Linked DNA regions of Mus musculus: regions 1, 2 and 4 are each linked to region 3. The links are chromatin contacts, called in public Hi-C, HiChIP or PLAC-seq and promoter capture Hi-C maps. All regions are on one chromosome and are shown on one strand. Each heading gives the region's core, a stretch centred on a gene start, on an enhancer-like site or on the middle of the called end of the contact. The rest is flanking DNA. Distances are from core to core; before and after follow the strand shown.

Region 1 (5,651 bases), core at 2,582-5,081, 94 kb before region 3:
CCATAACCCAAAATAAACTCATCCGTAAGTAAGATACCTTTTGTCAAGGTGACGAGGAGGGTTAGAAAGAGTTAACTTTTTATTGCACTTTTGACTAAAACACTGTGATTCTGAAATCTCACTTCTTGCCTCAGCTAACACCCTTCCCCTCCCCTTATCTTGGGAACAGACACTTGCAAAATAGCTGCTCTAACTTTACAGATTCTTCTGTAAACATGCTTCATGGAAGTCTGACTTATGCTTACCTACCAGTAAAAGAAAAGATCACAAATGATGCTGGTGGTGTTTGGTTCAGCCCAAGCTCATTGTGGCTAACTACACAAAGCAGTTCTAACTGACTTCTGTTGTGACTGGTTTCCAAGAGCACTGAACATAACAAAACATTGCAATTAACTTGGGCATAAGAAAGTATCCTCGTATCAGCAGAAACAGCATATGAGAAAGTTACCTTATAATATTAGTAACAGCACAAAATGGCAGACTAACCAGGTAACAGTTACGTAGGCCTTAACAGCAGCATTGTTGATAAAGAACTTTAAAATTGACTTGGAAGGACGCTTGAGGATCATCACATTAGAGTTTGAGAGAAAAATGAAGAATAGGTAAGACACAAGTCCTGGCAGCTTCCAAGAGAAGGGAGATGGAGAATAGGAAGAAAGGTGTTTCTTTCAAGCTAGGGTGAACAGTAGAGGTCTGCAAGCACCTATAGAAAATCAGAATAATAGGGAGTTTCAGAGAAACAGTGAGAAAGCACAGAGTGTGAGGGCAAGCAGGCTTTGAACTGGTATTCAAAGAAGAAATAAAATGGGAGATTACATTTTTTTTAAGTTAGAACTCAGGAAAAAAAAAAAAAACCCAGGCTTAGCAGTAAAACAGATGAGCAAGCCACTGCTTTGAGAGAAGAGCTCCTGGGATGTGTGGGTACATTTCTTCAATAAGGGTATAATTAATTATTCCTCCCATTTCCTTAGCATGTCACAAGGTGAATTAGCTTTCCCAAGGACTGCTCTCCTCATCAAGTAATTGACAGGCCCAGCAAAATTAACTCTCAAGGGAGAAAGCAATAGTACTGGGGCATAAGCACATTCTATGTCCCTTGGTGCTGGATTTACTGGCATGTGCAGCCACACCCAACTTTTGTATGGATGCTAAGGGTGTAAAGTCAAGTACTCTTCTGAATTCCAACTACTCTTCCACACTGATTCTTCCCTACAGCCGAAGAACCGCTTACAGTTTATCTTCTTGTTAATAGATTAGACATTCAGGTAATTTAATATCATAAATCTTAGCTAATTATATACTAAGTGGTGACTTGACTTGGTTCAATTATCCCGATTTCACATATTTTGGAGAAATTTGCTTATATATTTCTCTTACTATCGTTTTAGTTTTTGAGACAGAGGATCACGTAGCCCAGGCTAGCCTCGAGGTGCTAAGTAGCTGAGGATGACCCTGAGCTGATTATTCTACCTCTGTCCCTGAGTACTGGGATCACAGGTACTTGCCACTCTGGCCTAATTTTTTTTTTATTAAAATTACTGCTTTTGTTTGTTTTTTAGACAGGCCACACTGTGTAGTACAGGCTGACCTAAAACTCACTCTGTACTCCAGATTGACCTTAAACTCATAGAAATTCTCCTGACTTGGTCTCCCAAGTTTTGTATTTACACATACCACAGTACCCTAATGGGTATTGTGTAGCACTCCTACATTTATGAATCACCACAACTTTTTTTTTTTAAAGGATGTCGGCAAGGCAGTAACATGCATATTATTATTATTATATTATTTCATGCATATAAGCACACCACCATTGCTCTCTTCAGACACACCAGAAGAGGGCACCAGACCCCATAACAGACGGTTGTGAGCCACCATGTATGTGGTTGCTGGGAATTGAACTCAGGACCTCTGGAAGAGCAGGCAGTGCTCTTAACCACTGAGCCATCTCTCCAGCCCACATTTATTTATTTTTGAAGGGGGTCGGCCATATACATACCCATGTACATCCATATCACATGTGGAGTTTGGAGGACAATTTACAGGAATTGATTCTCTCGTTGTACCATGTTGGTTCTGAGGATCATACTGTAACAGAGGTACTGGTCATCATTTAGGGGACCAGTGAGTTTGTTCCCTAGCACAAGCAAAGTATAAATGGCTGGAAAAGACAGAAGACCAAGCCTTAGAGAAAGCAAAGTAAAGCTCTATTTCTTTAGGATGAGAGGGTCCCTAAGGCAGGGACTCTGATAAATGGACTCTGGGTTGGATGTTTTATAGGATGCCTAGGTCATTCCCCTTTCTTTCCTCTACCAATCCTATTTAGAAACCTACCTCCATCCTTTCTCTTCACAGTGTCTTCCAGGAAGAAGAAACAACCAACCAATTCTCCTTGCTTATTCAGGGACTACTATTAGGGGCAGGATGATGACTGCTCTAGCTGCTTCATGATGAGAGCAAGTAGAGACTAGGGTGTGTCAGTCCAGAGAGAGAAGACCCTTATGAGGTGGGCTCTTGGGAGCTGCAGTAAAATTCCAGTTGGAGGTGTATCTGGGGTTCCATCTGCAGAACCATCTGTAGAAGCAGAGGGACTTAAAGAATGAAGAAGAGAATGCTAGAGGCCAATACTGTATGGCACAGAATAGGGCAAATAGTCCCAGTGAAATCTTGCATAGTAGCAGTCAACCCAAGGTTGACCTTAAGAGTGGTGATGAACCTGGGACCTGCTTTCAGGCACTTTGGCTAGAATCACACCATGAAGTCCCATCCAAATGGCTTCTAGAGAGGAAAAAAGAGACGTTTAACATTATTTAATTTGGGAGGTAAAACAATGGTGGCTCTATCACTTGCAGGTAAGTACTTCGGTGTTGAATTCAGCCATAATCATGATACCCTGTGTCTGGGTAGAATTTTCCTTATCAAGAAGAAAAACCTATAGTGAGAAACAGTTGTCTATCTAATATCTCCCCCAGTGTCTAGGCAGTGTGGTCCCCTAGACTGCTAAAGAAACACAACTGTCATTTTATTCTTAGGTTATACTTTTCTGCTGGGTGTTTAAGATCACACAGGTGGCCAAAATCAATTACTTAAAAAAAAAAAACTGTCAATGCTGTTTAAGGATCTTGTTCTCGAGTCATTTGTGTTTGAGAGGAAACTCTGGCTCCTCTGTCATTCCTTTCACTGATTCCATCTGTGCAAGGATAAGTCTGAGGCTTTGCTTGGCCACAGTTCACTTGAAAGTACAGAGAAAAATTTCCCTCTGTGTTGACCCTCTTCTTTATAGCCTGGATATTGATTATAGCTTACTGGGTGGATTTTCCATGGCTCCCTGAACCAGAGAACAGCTGATTCTCCATAGTTATGCCTAGCAGTCCCATGGGATCTGATTCACCTTGAGGAAAAAGAGGAAAAATATTCTTCCTTTTATACCTCTAACTGTTACAGGGTGTCTAACAGAGAAGACTGCTTAGACACAAGTTTAAGCCAATAAAAACTCCTTTTAGCCAACTACACTGGTTGTTTGAGATTCCAGTGTAGTCAGAGCCTTTCTCCAGGTGAACCTTTAAGCACAAAAATATATCCTGGGTTGATACATTTTAATTAATAAAAGCAATTATCCAGAAGTGGAACTACAGAAGCCATAAAACATAGTTAATATATTTAGGGGTACTTTCCCAGAACTATTGATGTTGATTGATTAGGTTTCGCTTTCATTTTCATTTTCATTTTGTGGTGCTTTCTACGTGCTCCAGTTTAAGACCTGAACAGTACTTCCATAGTGAAGTCAGTTTGCTAAGGTCTGAATGTCCGTCACATGACCACATTAGTATGGCCTTCAAGAATGGTTATTGAATAACAAGAAGGTCAGTTACACCAGTCTGGCACATTTAACTACTGTGTAATCATTAATTAAAGCTTGGGCAAAAACTGGACACTTAAACCAATCCTTGTAATTGTTATGGAGAATAGACCAATAACTATTGATATAAAGCAGAAAATTGATATCAAGGAACTTTGACCTTTTGTATATCTTATGTAGCTTGCTCAGACCTTTGTAACTTCCTTATGCTTCCAGTTTTCTTTTTAATTCTGGAAAAACATCTCTTCTTATGAACTATAACAATATTAACACACCACCCTAGCCATGATGATCTTTTCCAAGCAGGCACAGCTGATGTCACAGCAGTCATTTGGCTTGGAAGATAGTGCTGTTAACACAATTTTATAAAAGAAGGTTGAATCCAAACTGCAGACATAATAAATTAATATTACTTGTATAGATACTGTCATACTATGGAATTTGATAATTTCCAAGGTTAGATGTAAGTTTAGATTTTTTTTTCTAACCTACTTTAATAAATGTTCAACCTTCCCTCTAGCTCACCAGAGGTAGTCGAAGAGAAAAGCTATTAAAGACATGGGGGAAGTAGACATGTATAAAAATAGTTCTTTGGAGGTAAGTTCAGTCTTCATTGTTCCCAATTCCCATTGTTCCCACTTGAAAACACCAAACATGGATCAGCTGCTGCAGACCAGTCCACTCAGCAAACATCACACGTGAACCAGCAAGGGCACTTCAATCCAGAAGAAACTGTAAGGCTCACCAACCAGCCCAAGTCCGAGGAAGAAGCAAGAAGCCGCAGGAACCTCCCAAGAAGTTCTTTGGTGAGTTCCTTTTATGACGTCACCTCAGCAACTCAATGTAAGGCAAACCAATACATACGTGCCATTAGCAAAGAATAGTGAGGCACAGCAAAGCAAACCAATGCTTGAGTTCCCACTGTCTATGGGGTCATATTTATACTCCTTCTGAATATGCATCTTTTCACATGTTTGCTATAGCAAAACATCCTTTCACCTGTGTGTCCCAACAAAGCATCACTTGACATAACTGACTTTCCAAAGAAACCAGAAGTTTCCACTTCAGTTAACCTTATAGAAAACACAGGACAGGACAGGACAGGACAGGACAGGACAGGACAGGACAGGACAGGACAGGACACAGTATAGAGATCAATCTACTATATCTGTGATTTGGTTCCAAATGAGTGTAAGTAGCAGATTCAGATCGAGCTTTATACCATGAGATCAATAGTACACAAAATGCATCTACTCTTTGGCTGTTTTATTGTTCTCTTTTCTCCCTGTCAGGGTCAGGAGACCAGCCTCCTTCAGGAAAGGGGGCTCAGAGCAAGCTGGATATCACTTTCCTATACAGCTGAATACATAAGGCTTCTTAAGTTTTACCTGGATTCAAGAATGATCCGAGAGACAGAGAGAATGTTAACCAAGTCTTCCCTTTCCCTACATGCCTGCCGCATGTATGCACACTTAGCTATCCTCCGCGGGATGAGGAGTGTCAAGCAGAGGAGGGCCTTCCCCATGGACCTTTCCCAGGGGTACTGAGTGAGGAGCCTGCCTTCCCTCACCTTCCTGCCTGGGAGCATGACCACTTCCTTGGGGTCCCATTTGCCCTGTCTCTTGACTTAGAAGTGGTGCCCTGGTTTTCTCAGGAGAAATCTCTGTCCAACTGCAAAGAACAAAGTACTCCATTCCTTCATAGCATTAGCTCCTTGCCTTCCTTACTTCTGGTCTGGGTGAGAGCTAATTGGTGATTTGCATCATGCTAGTCCTGATAAGGGGCCCCCTCA
Region 2 (5,172 bases), core at 1,548-4,047, 110 kb before region 3:
GCACACTGCATTTATATAGGAAAAGCCAACAGACCCATCCTTTGTTTCAGCTGGATTGAGTTGTTTTGTTTCAGCTGGATTATATTGTAAAGCAAGCTCAGCCAGCAGTATTCCTGTAGGAAATTGACTCCACCTGGGTCATTAAGGTCCAACTGTGGCAAACACTTAAGGTCTATTTAGACTGCTCAAGGCTGGGAGAAGGGCATGTTTGATCTTCAGGCCTATGCCCTACACCAACTCACAGCAGGCTCTATGATTTTCCAGGCTCAGGAAAAGAAGCCTAGCCACGTGGCTTTCCAGACACAGTCCTAGATTGAATGGCTTTAGTTGCATCTGCAGCAGAGAAGTGTGTTGCATTGTATAGGGCCCAGAAGTCTGTGATTACCACAAGTAGGTAGCATGTAGAGTCCCTATGTAAGTAGCAGGGAAGGAGGTAGATAAAGGAGGCATTAAACTCTTCTAGTCTACACCCAAGGTGTACTCAATCCAGGGATCAAGCTGATGACCATGGCTAAGGTAGGGTCTAGAGTTTGGCCTTTGTAGGACAGGGATTGAAGGTGAGAGATATCTAGGAGAAACTAAGCATTATTCTTTGCCATTTCAGACCCCCAGAACAAAAATGCAAGTTGAATGACACCTCCCCACCCCAATACAAAGAATAATTATATTTTCAGAAGTCAAAAATCAGAGATGGTCCATTCTCTCCTCCCAGGATCTTCTCTATAGTTAGCAAACCCAAGGAGGGGACAGAAGCATCAGTGAATGGAAATCCAAGAGAAGAGAGGCAACGGGCCGAAGAGAAGGGAAAGGCACAAGGTGCTTCATTTAGTCTCCAGTTGTTTCTTGTCATTGCATGTCATGAAAATGACCTTTTCGGTTATGTAAGTCAGATAGTGACAGTTGGGAGTGACTTGGCCTGGTTTGGCCAATTTGCACAATGTCAGATCAAAAGGCCGGGGACTTTTGTAACATTTGCCCCCCTTGAGGTCACAGTCAACCAGGGAACCGTTACAGACAGCTTTGACTGTGTTTGGGTCCTCATGGATGAACGTGTACTGGTTTATGCAGCTCTGATTAGGCTCCTTTATCTTGTGTGCCATCATGGTATTACAGTCCCTGACACTCAAGTCAAACTTAAGGTAGTCTTGTTTGCTCTGAAAGCGGGGCTCAGCCCTCAGCATCCTGCTTCCCCCCACTTCATCTTCACTGAGGACAGCCTCTTCTGGCCAGACAGGTTGTGCCATTTCTTTGTAGCCAAGTGCCAGACCTTCTGTGGTCCAGATGCCCTCTCCCTCTTCAGTATTCTGGGAGTCACTGGGCCAAAATTCATTCAGTGGCTGATCCTCCAGGACGGCAGCTGCCATGTGAAGGCCCAGGCCCAGCCCCAGCCCTAGGCCTAGCAACAGCAGCAACATCATGAACAACAGATGCACCAGTGTCACCTTCATTTTGCCTGAAGAAGAAGAGGAAAATGAAGGCGTGATGTAGAGATAAACTCTGGCCCCTGCCATGGTTGGCCAACGCCAGCAAAATAGACCTTGAGTACTCCACTGAATTCTCCCCGTTACTCCACCTACCTAAGGAAATGAATCTCTTTCTTGAACACTTCTTCTGCCCCTTCTCCTCACATTCCCCATTCCTGTGTGGGTCTTGAGGATTGGAAAGTGGCTAACAGAAGTGACTGTAAGCTGGTCCTTGTCTGAGTAATCAGTGAGGAAACTTGATGCCACTCCATCCTCTCTAGCCCCCGCCCACCGATTCTTAAACAGAAATTATTCTCGAATCACCAAAGAGAGTAGCTAAGCCAAATGAGTACAGAGAAATTCTTAGAGACAACCTTGCTCTAGGAAGCATTGTGTCCATTTTTATCCCAGATTTATTTTGCTTGTTATTATTACCCTTTTCCCAAAAAGGAATAAAAATGAACTGAAAGAGAAATGGGTTCGTTCTCACTCCTAAAGTAAAGCTGCAGAAATGTGCAGTCAGCCCAGGCCTCTGCTACATCTTGTCATTTGTATTTCTATTTGTGGTTAGGGAAGAAATGCAGTACGGCTTTCTCAGGCTCCAGCTATTTTGGCAGCCGCTCTTGGTTGGGGGCCATCCCAGAACTAAGGCAGGAAGATGTAGCTGAAAGGAAGTTACAGTCTTTGCAGTCAACAGCTCTGGGCTCCAAATTGTTAAACTTGTTATGAAACGTGGAAAGTGCATGCTGTGTGTGAGCAGACTCTGAAGCCGAGGACTCGGGGAAGGGCACGGTTGGCCTTCTTGCTCAACAGTCACCCAGCGCTGAGGAAATCTCACATAGAATTTATCTTGGCCAAAAACTAGCATCCATCATTACAGTGGCAATAACATTACATTGGCACAGCATGTGGAAAATACTGCAGAGTGTGCACACTGGCTGTCATTGACTCAAGTGACTCTGACGTTGTTAGAAGCTTGCCAGAGCAGACTGGTGAGATAAACCAGGAAAGATTTCCTTTAGTAAAAACTTGCCAGAGCTTGTTTTTGTTTTAAAGAAGAGGAGAGAAAGAAATTTCAAGAGAATGAAACTGAATGGGCTGTGGATGTGGCTCAGCTGCTAGAGATCTTGCCTAGAATACATGAGGCCCCGGCTTTGCTCTCTGAGGTACCCGACCCTGACGTGGCTTACCTACACTTGTAAGCAGCTTTAGATAGTCTTGGCTCTTCCTATGTCCCCAGTTCTGCTCTCCTAGAGCGTCCTTCTCTGTGAGCTGTACCCAGAAACTGCTCTCCATACAAGTAGCTATCTCCTTGTGTGCTGAGGGCTTTTAAACACAGCCGGATCTCCTGAACCCATGCCTCTCCCCTTCTTTCCTTCCCAGCACAGAATGGACACACTCAGCTAATGTGTCTTTCTGCTCCCACAAACACTTTGAAGTAAAGAAATTTAAGCAAACGACAGGAAGTATCCTCTACCTGGAAGAACTGCAGACAGTTGTATTCCATCAACTGTTCTACTCTGAGTTCCGCCCACTGACCTGTGGTTTAGAACAGTCTCACCTTGTGCCTGAGTCCCAAGCCTGATTGTCTTGTTTTCTACACATACTGCCTTCAGCCCTTTCCCATCACTTCTGGAATGGTAGTATCTGGCGTCTTGTTTTTATTTTTGTTTGCGGCACCTTTCCAATACTGCTTTTCACATTTTTGCAAGGGTAGCATGACTTCATTTGATTATTTGCAGTGGGGAAAAAAAAATCCAGATTTTGTAAATGTAGTTATTTGGCTCTTGAAAAGGAACATGAAAGCAGAACAACTCATCAATCAGCTCCTACATGTGGTGAACTAAACCAGTGAGGTCACCGTGTCCAATAGATGTTCCTTTCTCCAGCTGAAGGCTGAGCATCTGGGACTGATAAGGCACGGCACAGATCATCTCCAGATGATGACGATGATCATCTCCCGAGACGCATGCTTTCTGTAGTCATTATGCAGGAGACCCAAGTGGTGAGCTCAGAGTTCTGCTGTCTACAGGCTTTGGGGGGGGGGGGAGGTTGTTTTTGTTTTTCCTTTTGTTTGTTTGGTTTTTGGCCTTTTGAGCTACAGTTCATTCTCAAATGGTCAACAAAAGTGTAAGTAGAGACTAAAACCTCACCTTGCTCCCTGCTAAACTAACTGCATTAAGACTGGCACAAAGTCTTCTTCAGGTAAAGGAAAAGGCCTTCTTTGTAAATCACATGAAGGAGCTGCTGCGGTCTGAGGATTCAGATAGATGGTTTTACATTTTAGTTCACTTGCACAGTAGTGACCTCATGTGGCCTTCCGGACTTCTTTACCAGAGGAGGTTAGAATTATTCCCCCAGTTTTATAATAAACTTGAAGCCTTGAGATGTTCAGCGATTAGCAGAATACGGAGGGCGGGGGATGGGTTCCTGCTTTGCCAGCTGCCACCCATTGCTCCTTGTCTTTGTGAACAAAATCTCCAGAAAGAAGCTATGGCTGCAGAGACTGACTGGTTAGAAGTATAGTACTGTGGAGAGACTTACCTTATTACTTTATCTTGGACTAGTTCTAGCCTTCCAGAACTGCCATTTCTTGCCTGTATCTGTGTTGGAACTAACATCTTGTGACTACCAGAAATCTTTTGGAATCTATTGACTTAGCAGAGCACTAGCTTCTACCAGCCCCAGGATATCATCAGATAGCATCTTCCACCTGTAAAACGGCTCCTCCCATTCCACTGCCCCTGCCTCCCTGAGGTACCCACCAATGTATTTTAAATCTGCCTCGATTTCAGCCTTAATCATCCTATAAAACTACCAAGTTCATAAAACAGCTTCTACATTGGAACATGGAATTTGGGCTAACCTAAACCTGTGTTCCTGGCCCACAACCACTCAAAATGGCTATCTTTTATCCCCTTCAAGATGAGAGCTGTGGTCTTGTGTCAACATCTTATACTACCTGCATAAAGAGAGTGATAACTGGCTCTAGTCTATGCTGTTTTTCTCATGGCTCTAGAGAGCAGTTGGTTACTCCTGAGAAGAGAAGTGATCTCAAATGCATAAGTAATTTAAGTTATTTAATTTACTTATTTGGTGTTTTGGAGACAAAATCTCACTGTGTAGCACAGGTTGGCCATGAATTTGTGTCATTTCTCTTACCTCAGCCTCTCAGTACTGGGATTACAGGAAGGGACCATGAAGCCAGGCTTGGTTATTGGAACAACTCACATCTGTAGAATGAACTCACATAAGCCTGATCATAATTCATCCTTATAACTCGTTAGCCCTTTCTCTTTTTTTTTTTTTTTTTTTTTTTTTTTTTTTGGTTTTTCGAGTCAGGGTTTCTCTGTAGCCCTGGCTGTCCTGGAACTCACTTTGTAGACCAGGCTGGCCTCGAACTCAGAAATCCACCTGCCTCTGCCTCCCAAGTGCTGGAATTAAAGGCATGTGCCACCATGCCCGGTCATTGAGGCCCTTTCTAATCTGTGCAATTCATCCATCTTGGGTTCTTACTTATTTGGGCCCTGGGTCCACTTGGCTTTTTGAGGGATCACTGGACTGCTTTGTTCTTTCTATGTGACTAATTTTGGAAGTTTCTGTAGTGTTGAGGGAGTTTGGGTAATAACATATAAACAACAAAACATACCACAGTCACTTCATTCTGGTGCTTAAGAAACTTCAAAGACCCATAAAATCTATGGGAGGA
Region 3 (4,920 bases), core at 2,298-4,797:
GTCTCATTTGCATTGCAGAGCATACAGAGCAGGGATGTCTTTTCTTGATGAGGGACTGCACACCGACCTGGCACTCATATTCATACACTGAGGATCAGAGAGGCAGTGCATCCAGATGCTAAAGGAGGGCAGTCTGTCCAGCCAGCCTGAGCCTGGTTTGCCTTCATGCTTCCTGTGTGACACTTAAGGCAATGAATACTGTATTGGAAAAATGTCACATACTCTTGGTCTTAGTTACATTTTCAATTCTGTGAAGAGACACCATGACCAAGTCAACTTATAAAAGAAAGCATTTCATTTGGAGCTTGATTATAGTTTCAGAGTGTCACTAAAATCCATGACCATCATGGTGGGGAGTATGGCAGGAGGCAGTCAGGCATGGCACTGGAGCAATAGATAAAAGCTTACATGTTGAGACAGCAAGCACAAGACAGGGAGAGGACTAAGCCCATTGGCATGGGCTTTTGAAAACTCAAAGCCCATCCCCAGTAGCACATATTTTCCAACAAGGCCACACTCCTTTCCAAGCAGTTCTACCAACTGAGACCAGGCATTCAAACAGAGGAGAGTGTGAGGACTGTGGTGGTTTGAATATGCTTGGCCCTGGGAGTGGCACTATTAGGGGGTGTGGCCTCGTTGGAGAAAGTGTGTCATTTTGTGGGTGGGCTTTGTGAGGCTTCTCCTCGTTGCCTGGAAGCCAATCTGATGTTTGCCTTCGGAACAAGATGTAGAACTCTCAGCTCCTCCAGTGCCATGCCTGCTTGGACACTGTTGTGCTTCCTGCCATGATGATAATGGACTGAATCTCTGAACCAGTAAGCCAGCCCCAATTAAATATTGTCCTTTATAAGACTTGCTTTAGTCATGGTGTCTCTTTACAGCAGTGGAAACTCTAACTAGGACACGGGCCATTCTTATGAAAACCACTATATGTTTAGATCTCACTGAGAAGCTCTGTCAGGAAACAGGGTTGAACTCCACCTCCATTTCACACCTAAATAGATTTGTCTCAAAGTGTCCTCCGTGGACCCTTATCTGGGTATAAACTGGCCTCCCTTGCCTCTGTGACACAAAGAAAAAACGACAGCAAGCATCTAGGAATGTTTAAAACATTGTGATTTTGTGAACAGCTAAGGTAAGCCATTTCAGGGAAGGGTGATTATTGTTTATTCCTTGATGTGGAAGTGTCATCCGCGGGAAGTGGAAGCCAGAACCCCGGCTCAACTGCAAAAATAAAGCTCTCAGTTGCCAGCTGTGGCTGACTGCCTCAGTTTCTTTCTTTGGATTGATTTGGTGATGTTTTCTATCTGTTGTTTGCTGCTTATTCTTTTACTTAGTGACCTCACCCAAGAGACATTCTGCTGTGCCCATGACCCCTGATTTGCCTGAACTGGCTACCTCAATTAGCCTCCAGTTGATTTCTGCTGGATGATCATGGGTGCCCATTTGGTAGTATTTTGCTGTCTACTGATTCTGTCTCCTACCTGCCATTTATTCTTTTAATTTTATTTGCTATATATTTAATAAACTCATTCATTAAAAACTGGAAGCATGGCTGTTGAGGATCATTCTTCAGACCGTACACAGCACTTGCTAAGTCCTTTGAACTTCCTCTGTCTCTATTCCCTGAAAGTTTGAGGTCATAATTGAAGCTCTCTGCTTATTAGTACTAAAACCATTAAAACAATACATACAGGGCTGGAGTGATGGCTCAGCGGTTAAGAGCACTCACTGACTGCTTGCTCTTCCAGAGGTCCAGAGTTCAATTCCCAGCAACCATGTGGTGGCTCACAACCATCTGTAAATGGGATCCGATACCCTCTTCTGGTGTGTCTGAAGAGAATGACAGTGTACTCATATACATAAAATAAATAGATAAATAAATCTTTGCCGGGCGTGGTGGCACACACCTTTAATCACAGTACTTCGGAGGCAGAGGCAGGAGAATTTCTGAGTTTGAAGCCAGCCTGATCTACAGAGTGAGTTTCAGGACAGCCAGGGCTACACAGAGAAATCCTGTCTCAGAAAAACAAAACAAAACAAAACAAACCCCAATACATACAGAGCCAGTGAAATATTCCAAACCTTAAAATCCTCTCGAAATGACCACATAAAATTGTTTATTTTAAAATCTTAAACTTTCAGGAACCATTCAGGTTCAGGAAAGGTTATTTGGAAACTGATGTAGGGGAATTTGGGTCTCTTGATTACTTTTCTGATCCTGCCTGATTGCATTTAAACAGACCCCAGAGAAGGGGCAAAGAGTTCAGACCAAAGATCTAGCCAGGTTGTAGTCACCAGCATTTGATGACAGTCACCAGAAAATTGACGGGCAACTTGTTTCTTTTTTTTTAATATTCATTTATTTTATTTATATGAGTACACTGTAGCTGTCTTCAGACACACCAGAAGAGGGCATCAGATCCTATTACAGATGGTTGTAAGCCACCATGTGATTGCTGGGAATTGAACTCAGGACCTCTGGAAGAGCAGCCAGTGCTCTTAACCACTGAGCCATCTCTCCAGCCCCGGCAACTGGTTTCTATAACCCAGGCTCTAGGCCCTACATGGCTACTGACCCTGTCCTTACTAAGGCAGACTTCAGTCTCAGGGTGGAGTATGAAGAAAACATCAGTTGGTATCCAGCAGGCAGCTCTGAGTGCTGGCAGTGTGACTTGGGAGAAGAGAGTTCAGAGCTTCCATTGGTGGACACCCTGATGAAGCCATCCTTGAGAAGCATTGGTCCAACTGGACCTGCAGCCTCACTTCTGTTCCCTTCTATGGTTTAGAGGCATGTCTAACAACATGATATAAGCTTCCTCTTTCTGAAGAATCTGAAGAGGAAATCCACTAGTGAGTTCAAATTCTCTTAGAGCATGGCCAGGAGGCCGGGGGGTGGGGGGCGGTTAGGGAAGGACAAGAGCCATTAGAGTTTAACTTTCTGGCAGTCCTAGTGGTACCTGCATATAATCCCTTCACAGGAGATTTCCACCAGAGTTCAGGACTTAAGGGAAGTGGAGGCCACATAGAAGACATTACCTGTTAAAACCAGTTCCTAAAAATACACATCTCTGATTTACACCTTCAGTTTGGTTATCACTGCTGTGTAAAGTGTTAGGCTTTTGGTCCACCCTCTGGGGTTATGAAGGAACAGCAAAGTCAGGCAGATGTTAAGAGATATTTCCCCCCCAAATCCCACAGCTATGATGGAGGAAGATGAGTCAAATGTTAATTGTTTATAGTCTAGACTTTCCAGACTCCCTCACTAGCCTCCTGTCACCTCCAGCCACCAACTGGGAAAACAGTCAGTCCTTCTGGCCTGGCTCACTCTACCCAACGTTTGCGTTCCCTTTGCTTTGCAATTTTCCCCACTCAACACACTCTTGTGACCTACAGGTTTGGAAGGAGGGAAAGGGGAAGTCATCCCAGGACTTGGCCCAGTGCATTGAGTGTCAGCTTCCAGCACTGAGAGATGAGGGTTTAGCCCTCAGGCTAGCTATAATTAGCCAAGTGCGGGCACTGCTAGGATCCGTACACAGCAGTCCTAAGCAGACTGGGAACTCAAGAGAGGGCAAGCAGAAGCCCGGTGTCTCCTGCCTGGGATTAAAAGAAAACGAGTGGAAAGCGGGGCTTTGTCCTGAGCCAGATGGCTACAGGCGTTTGTGGTTCTGTTGCACTTGGTGAACCCTATGGTTAGTTAGCGCCATATAGCCCAAAGTTAGTGTGTCACCGGACGGAGTGAGGGACTGACAGCTGAATTGAAGACAGTTCTGTTTTCCTGAGTGCTGCTCAGGTATACTTCTCTCATGCCTGGGCACCTGCGGCAACCTCACAAGCGTCTGGAAGATGGCAAGCCTTTCCTCAGACTTGGAGCATGTCTCCCTTCCTATCGAGAAGGACAGTCTTGAACTACCTGTGCCTGCCGGAAGAACCTTCTCCCGGTCTCCCTCTTCCGATGAGGATCCCGGCTTGTTTTCCTTTTCTCTGGCAGAGCCTGACCCACCTAGCCCCTTCGTTTCAGGAAACCTTCCCTTTCTAGCTTCATCTCCGGAGAAAGGGAAGAAGCAGGATGACAGCGACGACTCAGCGGAGCCTGAGATGCTGTGCAGCGTGGAGCACCCCTGCCAGTTCTTCGCTGAAGCGCAGAGACTGCGGGAGCAGAAGCTGCTGCTGGATGAAGAGGTGTCTGTGGGGGGACAGGTATATGGGGTGCATCGGGTGATCTTGGCTGCAATTAGCAGCCTCTTCCGAGGCAGGCTGCTGAGCGGTGGGGGTCAGCAGCCCAGTTTCAGCCTTGATGTGACCCCGAGGGGCTGGGAGGCTGCGCTGACCTTTGCCTACGAGGGGGTGCTGGGCCCCGCCTCACAGGACGAAGTGCTGGCTGCTGCAGAGGCGCTGGGAGCACCCCGGGTGAAGAAGGCGGCCCAGCTGAAGCCAGAAGGACTTGGTAAAGCCAGGGGAAATGAAAAGAAGCTCAGCCAGGCAGAGGAGCTGAGGGAGAATCTGCACAGCATTGAGCGTCTGTATCGAGAGGGCATCGGGTGCGACTTGGAGCTGGAGGCAGAGGGCTACCGCCTGCGGGGTGAGAGTCTGTGAGACAACTGCCAAAAATGCATGTTTTGCTTGTTTTGCGGTGGTAGGGATGGAACCTAAGGCCTTAATTCCACTCTACCATGGATCCACACCCCCTAGCCTTGCGAAATAGTTTTGTATTATTGCTTCAGCAAGAATGTCCTTTTTGGTGCTTCTCCAGAGCCACCAAGAAATGCACATGCGCAGTTGAATTGTTTTCCTAGACACCCGGACAGATTTGAACTGATAGATAGTTCAGGCAGTTTCCCCCCCCCCCCCCCCTCCCTGGTAGCTAGAATTTCCAGCCAGATGGCTAGGGCTTAGAGTACAGTCCATGGCAGCAAAACA
Region 4 (5,171 bases), core at 2,317-4,816, 73 kb after region 3:
TGTCCTGGAACTCACTCTGTAGACCAGGCTGGCCTCGAACTCAGAAATCCACCTGCCTCTGCCTCCCAAGTGCTGGGATTAAAGGCATGCGCCACCACGCCCAGGTAGAGTCAGTTCTTAGATTTAAAAAAAAGTAGTCAAACAAGGCAAGAAGCAAAGTTCCTTGGTCTCGGCGTCTAGGGGCTTATCAGGATGATGGTGCGGTTTACATGACGAGTTTCCTGGCCTAAATGGCACTGCCATTATGGAGTGGTGCTGAGGTCTGGAGACCACTAAGATCTGGGGTCCTGTTGCACAAGGAAGCATCCGCAGAACTTACTGATGGAAGCAAAAGACAGCAATGTTAGAGAATCTCCTTTTGAGCAAGTAAGGGAGAATGATGGAAGATGTTTTGATAAGAAAGACGGGTGTTGGGAATATATATAGCTCAGTGCTAGAGTGCTTGTCTTAATCCTGCCAGAAGCTCTGGGTCTGATCCCAGTACAAGAGCAAACAAGCATGCACACTGATGGTTAGGAACAGGATATCTGGGGCAGGGCAGTCCTTGTGCGTTATACTTCATTCATGAGAAGTCCTTGAGAGTCTGAAAGGTTAGGTTAAGAAGTATCCTTCTCTGTTTTGTGTGTGTCTTCTGCACTACAGTCTTCATCTGAAGAGAGTTCTGCAGGAGGACTGGGGAGTCTTGACAGGTCTGGGTCTGGCCCCTGATGGCCAGTCTCTCATCTTGATGAAAGAGGATGTGGAATTACTAGAGATGAAGCCTGGGTCTATTCCATCTTCTATCTGGTAAGATCTAAAATGCTTTTTCCTCTTGTGTTAAAAAGAAGAAAAGAGGTTTGTGGTTACCCCAAGACTGCGTCAGACTCAGGGTAAAGCACTGGGGTCATGAAGAGAGGCAGTCCTGGCTCAGTCTCTTACTTTCTTATAAACAGCAGGAGGTATGGAGTACATTCTTCAATACTGTGCACCAGCAAGGAGTACGGCTTGTTCTACCTGCAGCAGGGGGACTCCGGATTACTTTCTATATTGGTGAGTTCTGTTTGGATGTGTTACAACAGCCATCTGTGCAGAACCAATGCACAGATTTAAACCTTGGAATCCACCATGGAGTGTAAGGCGAGCGAGGGAAAGGCAGGTGGCTCCAATGCTCTCATCTCCCTTCCCTAGAGCAACTCTCCTTTAAATCTTTGGATGCTAAGTTTCCATGTAAGATTTCATTGTGCAAAACAGAGTTGTATAGTTTTTTTTAAGTCAGACACCTAGGAGGACTTTCTCTCCTTCGTTCTTCCTTTCTTTCATTCTTTCTCTCTCTTTTTCTCTCTTTCCTTCCTTCCTTCCTTCCTTCCTTCCTTCCTTCCTTCCTTCCTTCCTTCCTTCCTTCCTTCCTTCCTTCCTTCCTTCCTTCCTTCTCCTTTCCAGTTGTTTTGAGACAAGGGCTCATTATATAGCCATGACTGACCTGGAGCTCACTGACATCTGCTTGCCTCTGCTTCCTGAGTGCAAAGAGATGAGTGACACTGTGCTTGGCTCTTTTACATCTTAATTTGTGTGTGTGTGTATGTGTGTGTGTGTGTGTGTGTGTGTGTTTGGGGGGCACTTGTAAGCCATAGTATGTTTGTGGAAGTTAGAAGACAACTTGGTGAGGTTGGTTCTCTTCTTCTACTGTTTGATCTAGAGATCAAACTCTGTTGTGAGGCTTGCTGGCAATTGCTCCTACCTGCTGAGCCATCTCTCCTCTCCAGGCTTTCTGTGCAGCTCTTGCTGTCCTGTCTGGGGACTCACTCCATATAGCAGGCAGGCTGGCCTAGAACTTAGAGATATGCCTCCCTAGTTCTGGGATTAAAGGCTTGTGCCACCATGCCTGTCTCCTAGGTTTCCTAGTTGTGATTTTTTTTTTTTTTTTTTTTTTGGTTTCTGTCAGTATTAGCATTTTAAGGTCAAGGGCTACACCGTGTCTCTGTCATGGTGCATGGTGCAGGTACCTCACAGATGCTTTATGCTTAACTGTTTGGGATTCTGTCAGAGCTAGATTTCATTCCCAAGATTCCTAAGGTCTCTTGTTTCTGGAAAGTTTTAAGAAATCCTAATCGGATACCTACTAAAGTTACGTACAAAGTCTGTCTAGAAAGCAGTGATTCTGTTCCTAAATATGTACTTAAGTGAAAGAAGTATACATAGTCCCCAAATGCCAGGCCCAGACACGTCTGTGTTAGCCTAAATTCAACATAGCCCAACCTGGACATGCAATTCTCAGTATGTAACTGCATGACAGCAGAAAGTAGAACATGATAAGTAGGGAAATACAGACATGTCCTTCTGCAAAGGAAGCCAGTCACAAACATGGCCACACTACAGAGATCTCACTGATGTGGAGTTTGTAATAAGTGGAGACACTTAAATCTGCTGCCAGCTTTCGGGCTCTCCTACCAACTGGGACTGGGCATGAGAACAACATCGAGAACTGTTCCACATCTCCACCTAGGGGCACTGCATGGGTAGATCTTACATGCATTCACTTGATGCATGTATTTTATTTGTAGGTGTGGTGGGTTTTAGTTTTTTGTCTTTTGTTTTTGTGTAATACTAATATTTTGTGTCATATATATCCTGTCTTAGAGCTTTGATAGTGGCGTTGTGTCATGAACTAAACAAAGTTACCTCTCTACCTATCCCTTCACAGGAGCAAAAGGAGTCAGGGGAGTTTGAAGAGATCCTGGACTTCAATCTGAACTTAAATAATCCTAATGGGTCCCCAGTATCAATCACTCAGGCCAAACCTGAGTCTGGTTAGTGGGAGAAGAAGGGCCAGAGTGCTCTTTCTGGGGTGGCTTAGGGGAGGCTTGTGGGTCCTCAAGGCTTGAGCCCTGGCTAACTCTGCTCTTAAAATGGCAGAATCATCCCTTTTGTGCGCCACCTCTGATGGGATGCTGTGGAACTTATCTGAATGTACCTCAGAGGGAGAATGGATCGTAGATAACATTTGGCAGAAAAAAGCAAAAAAACCTAAAACTCAGACTCTGGAGACAGAGTTGTCCCCGCACTCAGAGTTGGATTTTTCCATTGATTGCTGGATTGATCCCACAAATTTAAAGGCACAGCAGTGTAAAAAGGTGAGCTTGGAGGGAGGGGTCATAGAGGGAGGCGGTTCTAAATCTGGCTCAGCAGCAGCCTTTGCTGCTTCAGTAAGTGAAAGGTCTCCCTGAGAACTCATGTTGTTCCCCTCCTTTCCGAGATCCACTTGGGCTCTGTCACAGCCCTCCATGTGCTTCCGGGATTGCTGGTGACAGCTTCGAAGGACAGAGATGTTAAGCTGTGGGAGAGACCCAGTATGCAGCTGGTAAGTGTGGGTCTCTGTGTGCACACGTGCACACAAGCGGAGAAAGGGCTAGTGCAAGAAAATGAATGCAGGCTAAGGCGTGTCAACGAAATGAAAGTTGTTTTTCTCAGTCTCTCTTGGTGTGGCCTGTTTCTAAGATATTGATTTGAGAGAAAGATAACAAGGAGACCTCAGGCCTATAGTTTCACTTCCCCCGTTTCTGTTCCTGTTTCAGCTGGGCTTGTTCCGATGTGAAGGGCCAGTGAGCTGTCTGGAACCTTGGATGGAGCCCAGCTCTCCCCTGCAGCTTGCTGTGGGAGACACACAAGGAAACTTGTATTTTCTATCTTGGGAATGAAGATGCAGTACTCAGGACAAAGATGATGTCAACAGATGCTGCTAGCCTGAAGACACCTGTGTCTATATTCTTAGTAAGATTATAAAACTAAAATGTTGAGAGATCTAGAGTGTATGCCCGATTGTGTTCGCTGGTGATTTTAGATCAACGGGGAGGGCTCTGGATATTCCTTTCTAATTTAACATCTAAGGAGAACTGCAGGAACATGAGCATCTTTAACACGCAGATTCTATTCCTGTGTCCCTTTCTGGCCTAAGTTCTAAGGTCCACTCTTGTCAGAAGGAAGGAAGGCTATTGGTGGCCAGTACTTAGTTTGAAGAGACCTGAGGAATTCTCGTTTGGTCATGAAAGGACACAAGAGCGAGTTAAAGTCAGTAGACGTGCAAGCATTTAGGAAAAAACGGATAGACCTAGGACTGTGCTGGGTTCCTGTCACAGACTCAGCCCTCTCCCCAGAACTAACTGGCCAGAGTGGGAAACCCAGGCACCAAAGGCAGAATGAGTCTTTGGACTTTACATTTGACTTGCAAGCATTCATTGGTAGACTAATTGGCACTCTTACAGAGATCACAAATCTATTTCTCCCTCAAATTGAAGTTCATGGAGCTGAGAGATGGATCTGCCATTAAGAGCACTGGTCACTCTTACAGAGAACTGGGTTTTGATTCTTAGTGCCTACACGGTGGCTTACAACTTGCTGTAACTCCAGTTCTAGGAAACCCATCGCCCTCTTCTGGCCTCCATAGGCAATGCTCACATGTGGTACACAGACATACAGCCAAAACACTCATTCATATACATAAAAGAAAAATAAATCTCATAAAGTGTTCTTTAAAAAGAAGTCAGCCCATGATGGTTCATAATCCCAGTTCAGAGGCAGGGGTATTTGGGAGGTGGAATTTGAATTCAAGGCCAGCCTGGTCTATAGGGGGAGTTCCACGATAGCCAGGACTATATAGAGAAACCTTATCTTGAAGAACAAAGGAAGGAAAAATGAAACTAAAATGAAGTCGATAGAGCTTACAACATATTGACAAGTGGAGTAATCATGCCATGGATTTACGTTGCTTACTTACAAGGTTCTGGCCTTGAACGCAGAGGTCTACCTGACTCCTTCCTCACCTCCTGAGTGCTGGGATGAAAGGTCTGAGATCCCATGCCTGACTCGGTAATCCTTACTATAAAGCATAGCATATGGCTGTAGTCTGTATTAGGAGGCCAAGGAAGGAGGATTTTTCTTGAATTTTAGGCCATGCTGGCCTACATAGCCAGTTCTGAGACAGCCGGGTATCTAGAGTGAGATCCTGTCTTGTACTCTTTAGAAAAGTTTATAACACCCACATCTGTTCTTACGTTTTTTAAAGTTACTTTTACTTATGTGTCGATGTCTCTGTGTGTAAGAGGGTGCCTTGAAGGTCAGAAGACAGTGTTGGACCTGGAGCTAGAGGTACGGAAAATTGAGAGCTACCTGAGATGGGTGCTGGGAACCAAACTCTA

The links. Promoter capture Hi-C pulls out the DNA fragments that hold promoters and counts their contacts. Hi-C and Micro-C count contacts between places; a contact is called where the count stands out from the background. HiChIP or PLAC-seq counts read pairs in DNA pulled down with a chosen protein or histone mark.
Region 1: a contact with region 3 is called in a Hi-C map of liver, with 2.5 times the contacts expected there. The contact joins the enhancer-like site here to the promoter of Klhl33 in region 3. A contact is called at or near these places in 11 of 39 promoter capture datasets (3T3-L1-derived adipocytes, the C10 cell line, the HPC-7 cell line and 7 more), 6 of 484 Hi-C or Micro-C datasets (bone marrow-derived macrophages, liver and uterus), 3 of 115 datasets of contacts at active chromatin or transcription factors (CD8 T cells, heart atrium and liver) and 4 of 9 other capture datasets (adipose tissue, embryonic stem cells, liver and 1 more).
Region 2: a contact with region 3 is called in a promoter capture Hi-C map of liver. The contact joins the promoter of Rnase10 here to the promoter of Klhl33 in region 3. A contact is called at or near these places in 13 of 39 promoter capture datasets (3T3-L1-derived adipocytes, the C10 cell line, the HPC-7 cell line and 7 more), 6 of 484 Hi-C or Micro-C datasets (3T3-L1-derived adipocytes, bone marrow-derived macrophages, liver and 1 more), 3 of 115 datasets of contacts at active chromatin or transcription factors (embryonic stem cells, fibro-adipogenic progenitors and heart atrium) and 4 of 9 other capture datasets (adipose tissue, embryonic stem cells, liver and 1 more).
Region 4: an H3K27ac HiChIP or PLAC-seq map of microglia shows a contact between it and region 3, with 5 times the contacts expected there. The contact joins the enhancer-like site here to the promoter of Klhl33 in region 3. A contact is called at or near these places in 6 of 39 promoter capture datasets (the C10 cell line, HPC-7-derived erythroid cells, embryonic stem cells and 2 more), 13 of 484 Hi-C or Micro-C datasets (bone marrow-derived macrophages, cerebellum, cortical glia and 5 more), 8 of 115 datasets of contacts at active chromatin or transcription factors (the NIH/3T3 cell line, bone marrow-derived macrophages, embryonic stem cells and 3 more) and 4 of 9 other capture datasets (adipose tissue, embryonic stem cells, liver and 1 more).

What each region holds. Positions count from the first base shown.
Region 1 is chr14:50,989,386-50,995,036 of GRCm38.p6, reverse strand. No RefSeq gene overlaps it. Among named protein-coding and RNA genes, the nearest start is that of Rnase10, 16 kb to the left of the region's middle. Within about 2 kb of position 3,831, at least 18 of the 459 cell types and tissues checked have an H3K27ac peak or open chromatin away from gene starts, as enhancers often do. A contact at or near this core is called in CD8 T cells and liver, where this site is marked.
Region 2 is chr14:51,005,554-51,010,725 of GRCm38.p6, reverse strand. Rnase10 (ribonuclease, RNase A family, 10 (non-active)) reads right to left here and starts at 2,797. Exons shown (of 2, transcript NM_029145.3): 1 at 2,654-2,797; 2 at 1-1,453. The coding sequence starts at 2,759. The coding sequence ends at 822.
Region 3 is chr14:50,896,110-50,901,029 of GRCm38.p6, reverse strand. It overlaps Klhl33 (kelch-like 33), which reads left to right and starts at 3,547. Exons shown (of 4, transcript NM_001370764.1): 1 at 3,547-4,582. The coding sequence starts at 3,847.
Region 4 is chr14:50,822,671-50,827,841 of GRCm38.p6, reverse strand. Tep1 (telomerase associated protein 1) reads left to right here. Exons shown (of 55, transcript NM_009351.2): 50 at 643-786; 51 at 933-1,029; 52 at 2,681-2,786; 53 at 2,893-3,110; 54 at 3,233-3,337; 55 at 3,552-3,781. The coding sequence ends at 3,674. Among named protein-coding and RNA genes, the nearest start is that of Gm52116, 11 kb to the left of the region's middle. Within about 2 kb of position 3,566, at least 75 of the 459 cell types and tissues checked have an H3K27ac peak or open chromatin away from gene starts, as enhancers often do. A contact at or near this core is called in adipose tissue, bone marrow-derived macrophages, cortical glia and 1 more, where this site is marked.